2 separate regions of the Sus scrofa genome follow, and region 2 is linked to region 1. The links are chromatin contacts, called in public Hi-C maps. All regions are on one chromosome and are shown on one strand. Each heading gives the region's core, a stretch centred on a gene start, on an enhancer-like site or on the middle of the called end of the contact. The rest is flanking DNA. Distances are from core to core; before and after follow the strand shown.

Region 1 (3,741 bases), core at 1,165-3,664:
GGCATGAAGAAGTTAGTGAACTTCAGCTGCTGAATGTGTACAAGAGATTGTGGGCTCCTTCAAGACAAAGGCTGAATCTCATTCATCTCTAACCTTTTTGCTGAGCACAGGGTTTGGCTGAGTATTGGGTACAAAATAAATGTTTACTGAATGACTAAATAATTGGTAAAAGCTCTACTCTGGTGTAAATTCCTCCATGATCTCGTGTGTGTGACAATCTTCCTATAAAAACCCATCCCCCGATTCCTCCCCTGCTCCTAACTTGGCCGCCATTTATCACAGCTTAATCCAGAAATACCCCACTGCTCTTCCCAAGGTGGGATGGAGAGCCTTGGTTTGAGGCAAAGATCAGACAATCACATGAGAGGCCTCAAAGCCAACCCTGTGGAAGAAGTCACTGCGAAGTGTCCTGCACTGTTTCCCTGTAGCCAGTGTGACTGATGGGCTATGGTTCATACGGTGAAGGACATGTGGCCCCATGGGCTGCAGGTCTTCCCGCCACCAGGGCCTGAGGGCAGATTTAAGTGGAATCCAAAAGCTCTTCTGGAGAAACTAGATATGAGAGCAGGATGAGACGGGATGAGTTGGGGCAGTCAACCACGGAGGAGAATTGGGGACCCAACCTGGGCCCTGAGTCCAGCAAGAGAGACAGCCCCTCAGGGATGTCAGCAACACACTGGGAGCACTCGTCTAAGGACTGTGCTCCAGCCACCAAAGAGAAATGGTGCTGCCTGGGGAAAGGAGAGAGGCACTAACGGAAAACTCCACTGGAGCTGGTGTGGGTAGCAAAATGCTCTCCTAGGAAATTCCATAACGTGGAACTGCTTGCTAAAGGTTCAGAGCACTTTCCCACCCACCCACTCTATTGTTCATGCCTGGTCAGTGCTGCATCTAGGAACTCCAGGTTTCCTTCCATGAAGTCCAAAATTTCTTGGGCTATAAATGACTGAGAGCCCATAAGTGGAAGCAGAAAAAGGTGGGCAAATTTTGACCTAAATTTTTTTTTTCTTTAAAAAATCCACACTGCATTCCCCACGGTGGTGGTAGGAGGCAGCCCCAGTGTCGGCAGGGCCAGTCTTTACTAGGGGCTCTCTCCTCCCCCCACCGCTGGCGCACGAGGTGAATGGCAGGGCACACCAGCAGAATGAGAACAGAAGAGCTCCTTCGCAAGTCCCAATATCCTGGGGGAGAGCAGAGAGTCATCCCACGGCCTTCGCAGAAGGGGGCAGAGGGGGCGGAGAGGGGAGAGGATTGCTTGTTTCCTGGAACACCCTGTTAAGAATCTGAGCAATTGCAGTTAGTGCCCGGTCGTTTGGCAAGAAGAGTAGCTTCTCCTCGTTCCCAGCTGCACGGGATCTAATTCGCAAATGCACCATCTTGCATTCAACACTTAAATGGAAAACAAGCAGGCGATCTAACTCTGCAAGCCCGCTTCGGAGGGATTTATGTTTCTAGGTCGGCGGACCGGTTGGTGTCCTCCCCAGAGAGGATTTCTTTGAGTGCCGACCCTCTCACATCCCGGATCCAAAACCCACTCTGGCGGTTATAAACTGCAATTAAGCATGGGGAGAAAACAGGATTTGGTTGGGCCTTGGGCCTGCCAGTATAAAATAGTACCTAAAAGCTGTTTGAGAGCTCAGATTTTAAAGGGAGATACTGCTTTTTCTTCCCCCACTGGAAACCTAGTTAAAGGAAATTAAGGCCTCTCTTAAAGGTAACTAAGATTAGAGGGCTCGGTTTCCGTTTTCTGTGTTTCTATGGGCCGAACGCCCAGGTCGGTCAGCGAGTTTCTCTCCGGGTGGAATGACAGATTCCTCTCGCCTGAATTCTAAAATGATAACTTCTCTTGGTGCTGCAGCTGCGAACGACCGGGGCTCAGCGGCCCAATCCCGGCAGTGGTGTTGCTGGGAGGGCTGGGAGTGGGGGTGGGGAAGAAGTAAGGGTGAATGAGGAAGGGGAAAGAGCCAAGCTTCGGTGAAAAGTTGGGAGAGCTGCAAGGAGAGAAGTAAAGGCGGCTCTTAGAGGCCCTCGGCCCCTTTAAGTGCTTCACTGACTCAGCTAAGCTTCCCCCTCAGGTCGCGTTTTTTATGAATGAAAAACGTCCTTACATTCATTATATAAACAAGCCTGTGCTGATTGGCCAATGGGCCCCAGATGCATAAATTATGTAAAACAGACCCCTGAGGGGGTGGGGAGGGACGTGCTGTTGACCAATGAGGACCAGAGTTGATGGGGCGGCTTGGCTGGATTTGCCCGCAGACAGGGTAAACAAGAGGTGATGGGCAGCCGCTGGAGCGGCCTCGGGCCAATGGGAAAACGGCTGGGCTACAGCCGCGGGCCAATGGCGGTGGGCAGAGCGGCGGGCCGCTGGGGGCCGGGCCAGCGCTCCAGCCTGGTTGGCAGCTGCAGCGCAGAGTCCAGCCGCTGGTGCGCGGAGCGGTTTATCGTCTCCGGAGCGGTGCGGCCCAGCCATTCGCCTAGGCACCCAGGCCCGGTGCGCGCGTGCGTGAGCGCGCCTGCGCCCCGGGGCCGCTGCAAGGGGAGGAGAGCCACCGCCTCAGGTGAGGGGGCGTCGAGGGACAGAGGGTTTTTGGAGCGGGTGTCTTGGAAGGGCCCAGCGGGCGAGAGTTCACTGGCTAATTCAGAATCCTCAAAGTCGGGGTGCACTTTCTGTGGTGGCTGAGCCCCCTCCCTTCCAGGGCTGACCGCCCCCTCCTCTTGCGGCCCGGTCCGGTCCGGTTCCTGAGAGGCGTCGAGCGGAGGCGGCTAACGGTTCCGGAGCGCGCAGAGAGCGGGTTTCCGCACGTCGCGGGGGAGGCGCGCGGGAGCGCGAGGTGCGGGGGCTCCCGGGTGGGGATGGAGGGGCGCCGAGTTGCCGGCTTTACCATCTCTGGAGATCTGAGAGTCCGGAGAGGACTTGGGGGCTCTGGAGAAGAGGTACTCGGCAGAGGTTTGCAGTGAGGAGGGGACCTAAAGCAGCTTTGGGCGAATGTTTGAGAGGTGATGCACCCCCACCCCAGTACCAGGAGAGGTTAAGTGACATGTGCAGCCTGCGAGATTTGGGGTCGGCCGGGAACTTAGGCAGGCCTTGCAAGTTTCAGGTTGTGGAAAGTGGACACCAGTCCCCCACTCCCACCCCAGCAGACCAAGGGCGTCAGGCTGCACGGCGATTCTCGAGAAATCGGGGAGCATCAGAACCGCGGCCTGGGGATGGTGGAAAAGAAGGAAAAAAAAAAAAAATGCGGAGGGGGATGGAGAGATGCCGGAGCCTCCTCGCGCTGGATTAGGGATCTGACCGCATTTTCAGAGGGGAGGAGACCTCTGGGGGAAACTGAACTCTTAATTGAAAAGGGGTACCAAAGAGAGATGTTTGGAAGGTTTTTCTAGCGGGGGTGGGGAGGGGGGGATTGGAGGCTGTTGGTAGCGCCCGGCGCCGCAGCTCGTTTTTATGAATGTGGGTGACTTTATGAATGAAGCGGGTTTCTTTCGTTGGCTCGCAGCTCCCTGCGGCTTTTTTTCTTTGCTTTTTTGTGAATGAAGCATTGAGCTTTCCTCCTAAAACGCTGGGGTGAGGGGCCTGCGTCGGAGGCAGGGCGTGCGTTGGGAGTGGGGGCGGGGGCGCATCCAAAGGAGTTTTCATGAATGGAGAAGGCTGGGAATTGGGTGGAAGTGTGTCTTGTTTTGTGAATGGGGCCCAGTGCTAGGGATCCAGTTACAGCCTTTACCTGATGTGGCGGCTGC
Region 2 (3,961 bases), core at 388-2,887, 96 kb before region 1:
CCACAAAGCCAGTTTTATGTGGTGGCAGTGGGGTTCTGTGTCTTCATTATATGACAGGACCCATGTATGTATTCCCAACTAGTGTTCCCAACAACCCCGGCAAGGTAGCTGATACCATCCCAATGCAAAGACAAAGAAACCAAGGGAGAGAGACCAAATGACTTGCCCAAGGCCACGTAGCAAGTAAGTGACTGGGCTGTGGCTGGAACCCAGGCTGCTCTGGCTTCTCACCAGAGCCATTTCAGCTTTACCAAGCTGTCTCCAAAACTAGACATTGGATACCTAATGGGCTAATTGGCTTTGGTAGTTACTCTGAGAACCCAATCTCAACATAACATTGTTTCTATGGGGAAATGTGCTCAGAGTGACAAACAACTGGCTTAACCAAGGAACTTTTGTAACCTGATCTATCACAAATTGGGCACCGCTTCAAGCTCCGAAAGGCTGGTTGTGGGAGGGAAAGAGGAGAGCAGGCTCCTTCAGCCAGCATCCCCTCAGACACCATGATACCATTCCAGGCTAGCTTTGCCTTTGCCAAGAAACAACAGCCTCAAACGCATCTACAAAATAACCACACAGCCCCCACCCCAGAAGATAGATGTGAGGACCACATGAGAGGACCCTTTAGTTCCTGAAGCAGCTCAGGGAGTTCCGGCACACAATAGACACTGGATAAGGGAGACTGAGAGGATTCGCAGCAGCTAGGGGTGAGCTGGAGTGGAGAAGAAGGGAATGGTCTGCTGTCTCTCTTGGGGCCTCCCTAGGAATTGCGATAGGGGGAATTACGGTAGGACGAGAGTGTGGACCTGCTTTGGGGGCTGGTCTCCTGCTCCCCAAATAGTTCCTAGTTTCTAGCCTTGGTTGCTCAGGACCTAGGAAGTAGCCTTCCTCCGCCAGAGCTTCTGAGAGCATCCACAGCCTACCTTCTGCAGGTGTTCAGGGCTATGTTCTACTCGGCCATCCTCCCCCCCCCCAACCCCTGGGGCCTTAACTGTCTCCACCTGCCTTCAAATTCCAGCTTCCTGGGCTGATGGGTGTGTGAATGCTGGTAAAGCATAGCTCGGAGTCCAAAAGCTGCACAACAGCCAGACAATCATCACAGAACCCCAGAGACCCACACTCCCATCTGCCTTTGCCGCTTTCCCTCCCAGAGCACGGTTGCTTTTTGTCCTGACTTTACCATCTGAGAACTGTGAGATGGAGCTTATTCAGAGCCCTCTAGCCTCAGCCAAATCGGCCTGAAGGGGATTTTCGTTCCACAAATAAATCTTCAAAGGGAAAAAGGATTGCTAAAAGCAGCCAAACTCAGTGAGATTTTTATTTTACGTTTTTTTTTTTTTTTTTTTTTGGATGGGGGGGAGGGAGCTATTTTATCTTGGCAAGGGCAGACACAAGACTGGAGAAACACTCTAGAGACTCAGGCCCTCGCTGCCTCACCAGCTGTCTCTCTTGTGGGTCACCCCCAAAGTGGCAGGACCATGCTGTGGCATTCCCATCACTGTGGTGGTTCCCAAGTTGGGCTGTGGGGCTTCGGAGAGACCTCAGGGCTTCATAGCAGCAGTCTGGGAGCGTGCTTGGTACCCGGGGATGGAGAGTATGAGAGACACCTCCCTGTTTTGGCTCGGGTGTGTGCCTGTGCACACTGGGGGAGGATCTGATTTCAGACTTTGGCAGGCTTCGTGCTGGAGTCCTGCCCTTAGGAGGAGATACTGTCAGGTGTGAGACAGAATTCAGGAGCTCTGTCCCTCGTCCAGGGAAACAAAGTGTCTTGTGAGTAAGAGAAGGGTCACTGCTCAGAGGAATCAGATCCTCTAGAGCTCGAAATTACCTTTGAAGGGGTGAGACCCTTCTCTGGACACGAGGCCGGTAGACGTGGTCCTTTGTTACTTTGGGGCAAGAGTGGAGGCCAGAGACCCATAGGGAGATGCAGACCTCAGACTTTTGGGGGAAAGAGTACCGTGGGGTCCTGAGCAGCCCAAGCCGGCCAGCCTCGAGCTAGAGCTCATAGTCTTACCACAGCCTGAGCAGTAGATGTGATCAAACCAGCCCACAAGCGTGAATGAGAATGGTCACCAGCTCTGTGGCTTTGGCTGATCTTTCTACGCCTCTGATGCCTCTGGGGCAGAGCCACAGGAGGTGGGGGGTGGGGGGAAGGTAAGAGATAAGGACGGGAAGTTGAGAGCTGGGGTTTGAATTCCAGCCAGTTCATCCTCAAGGACTGATCTCAGTTTCCTGATCTGTGCCATGAGAAGGCTGCTATGGCTAAGAAGAGAACCACCATCCAGAGCTGGTTTGGGGTGGTAGTTCTGCATACTATCAAGTAGTGCACTATTTTTATTTAGCCCTCGCCACCTCCCACCATGGGTGCCATACTGAATAAGATTTCTGTCAGCCATAATGCTCTTCTAAGTAATCGTTCATTTTCCATCTTTGATCCAGCAGCATCCATTCACCAATCAGTTCCTCTGGTTGCCAAGAATAACCAGTAACCTGTGTAATTCTTTTATTCTACTTCATACCAAAAAAAAAAAAAAAAAAAAAAAAAAAAAAAAAAAAGCCTTTAACCCACTGGTTAGCCTGTGCCATGTTTGCGCTGAGTAAATGCACAAATCCTATTACACATTAAGAAATGTCGACAGTGACCGTTGTCATGGACTCCTTCCATACTTTGGAATATTCCTTGGAACTTGTGATCTCCTGTTGGCTGGGAATCCCTGGACTTCAAATTTCCTTTAAGTGCAAATGATCTGTCATCTGTGATTCTGTAGGTAATTTTTCACACATGGAAATGACTTAAGAAGTATCTTCAGAGGTCATTAGGAGGGTTCCCTATTAATACTATAAAATACATGTTAGGCAGGTTTCTCCCTCCTCTTTTGGCCTTTTTGTTTTCTCTAGTCCTTCTTGCACTCTCTCGTTCCCCACATTTCTGCCCACCCCCTCCTGGTCTCTAGTCTCCAGTCCTCCTGTCTATGCACCACCCTAGATTTTTCTGAGTGCCATGAACTCCAGTCTTGTCCCCCGTGTGGAAAAAAGCCAGGGAATACCTTGCCCCTTGAGCTGAGCCAAGACAAATCTGTTGGCAGGAACAGCGGGCACAAGAGTCACACTCAGAGAACAAAAACAGCTATTTATAAAGCCTGCTTCCTGATTACTGGGGGCTCACTTTCCCTTGTACCAAAGGGGCCACTGCCTCCTCTTGGAAAAGATCCTTCCATCCACAGCTCTGTGCTCAGAGTGCCTTTCCAATGAGCAGTGAGAGCAGGGGATTGCATGCAGGGTGGATTAGATGTGCTGACAAGCTCTCTGATGGGCCAGGGCAGCTGGTGTATGGGTGACACAGATGGCCTCTGCAGCACCTGTGAGGTGATAGTCATGGGCCCCTTCCAGGACTTGACATCCTGGCCTTAGAACTAAGTCTACCTACCTGGGCTTTTAGTTTTCTTTTTTAAACCTTTGATCTAAACTTCGGTTAACCCAATTACTAAGTGTCCAGAAGCACTTGGGATTCAAATAATGTAAAATGTGAAGAGATAAAGTAATTCTCAATACTGTGACTAACAGCCATCATTCAGCTTTGCCCTTCCTGTGTTGCTCTCACATCTGTTTGATTATGCTAATTACTACTTTCCTTGATAACCTAACACTAGTCCACTCTCTTCAGTTGTCATAGCAAGAACACCACCAATAACCCAGCAAGCCCATAATATTAAGTGAGATCGTTTGCTTTTGTTTTTTAATTGATATGAACTTTATGAAAATGTATCATTGCCGTACCCTGAGGGCTAGGTATAGTTTTCCCTGGATATGTCGTTTGGGACCTATATGGTATTCTTTCAAAGAGTTGAATTAGTTGCCAACTTTAATCATCAGGAGGTTTTTCATAAAACCCTTATTTCTGGCACCTTTGTGAAAAAAATGGCAGCTCCAGCAATACTTGGGCTCACACCACCACAAGGTG

Evidence for each region. Hi-C and Micro-C count contacts between places; a contact is called where the count stands out from the background.
Region 2: a contact with region 1 is called in a Hi-C map of fetal skeletal muscle, with 1.9 times the contacts expected there. The contact joins the enhancer-like site here to the promoter of ETV5 in region 1. A contact is called at or near these places in 1 of 5 promoter capture datasets (liver), 7 of 47 Hi-C or Micro-C datasets (alveolar macrophages, embryonic fibroblasts, fetal skeletal muscle and 3 more) and 1 of 2 datasets of contacts at active chromatin or transcription factors (skeletal muscle).

What each region holds. Positions count from the first base shown.
Region 1 is chr13:123,928,830-123,932,570 of Sscrofa11.1, reverse strand. ETV5 (ets variant 5) reads left to right here and starts at 2,414. Exons shown (of 13, transcript NM_001243025.1): 1 at 2,414-2,561.
Region 2 is chr13:124,024,262-124,028,222 of Sscrofa11.1, reverse strand. The region is part of intron 19 of DGKG (diacylglycerol kinase gamma); the gene reads left to right. Among named protein-coding and RNA genes, the nearest start is that of ETV5, 96 kb to the right of the region's middle. Within about 2 kb of position 1,637, at least 6 of the 83 cell types and tissues checked have an H3K27ac peak or open chromatin away from gene starts, as enhancers often do. A contact at or near this core is called in fetal skeletal muscle, where this site is marked.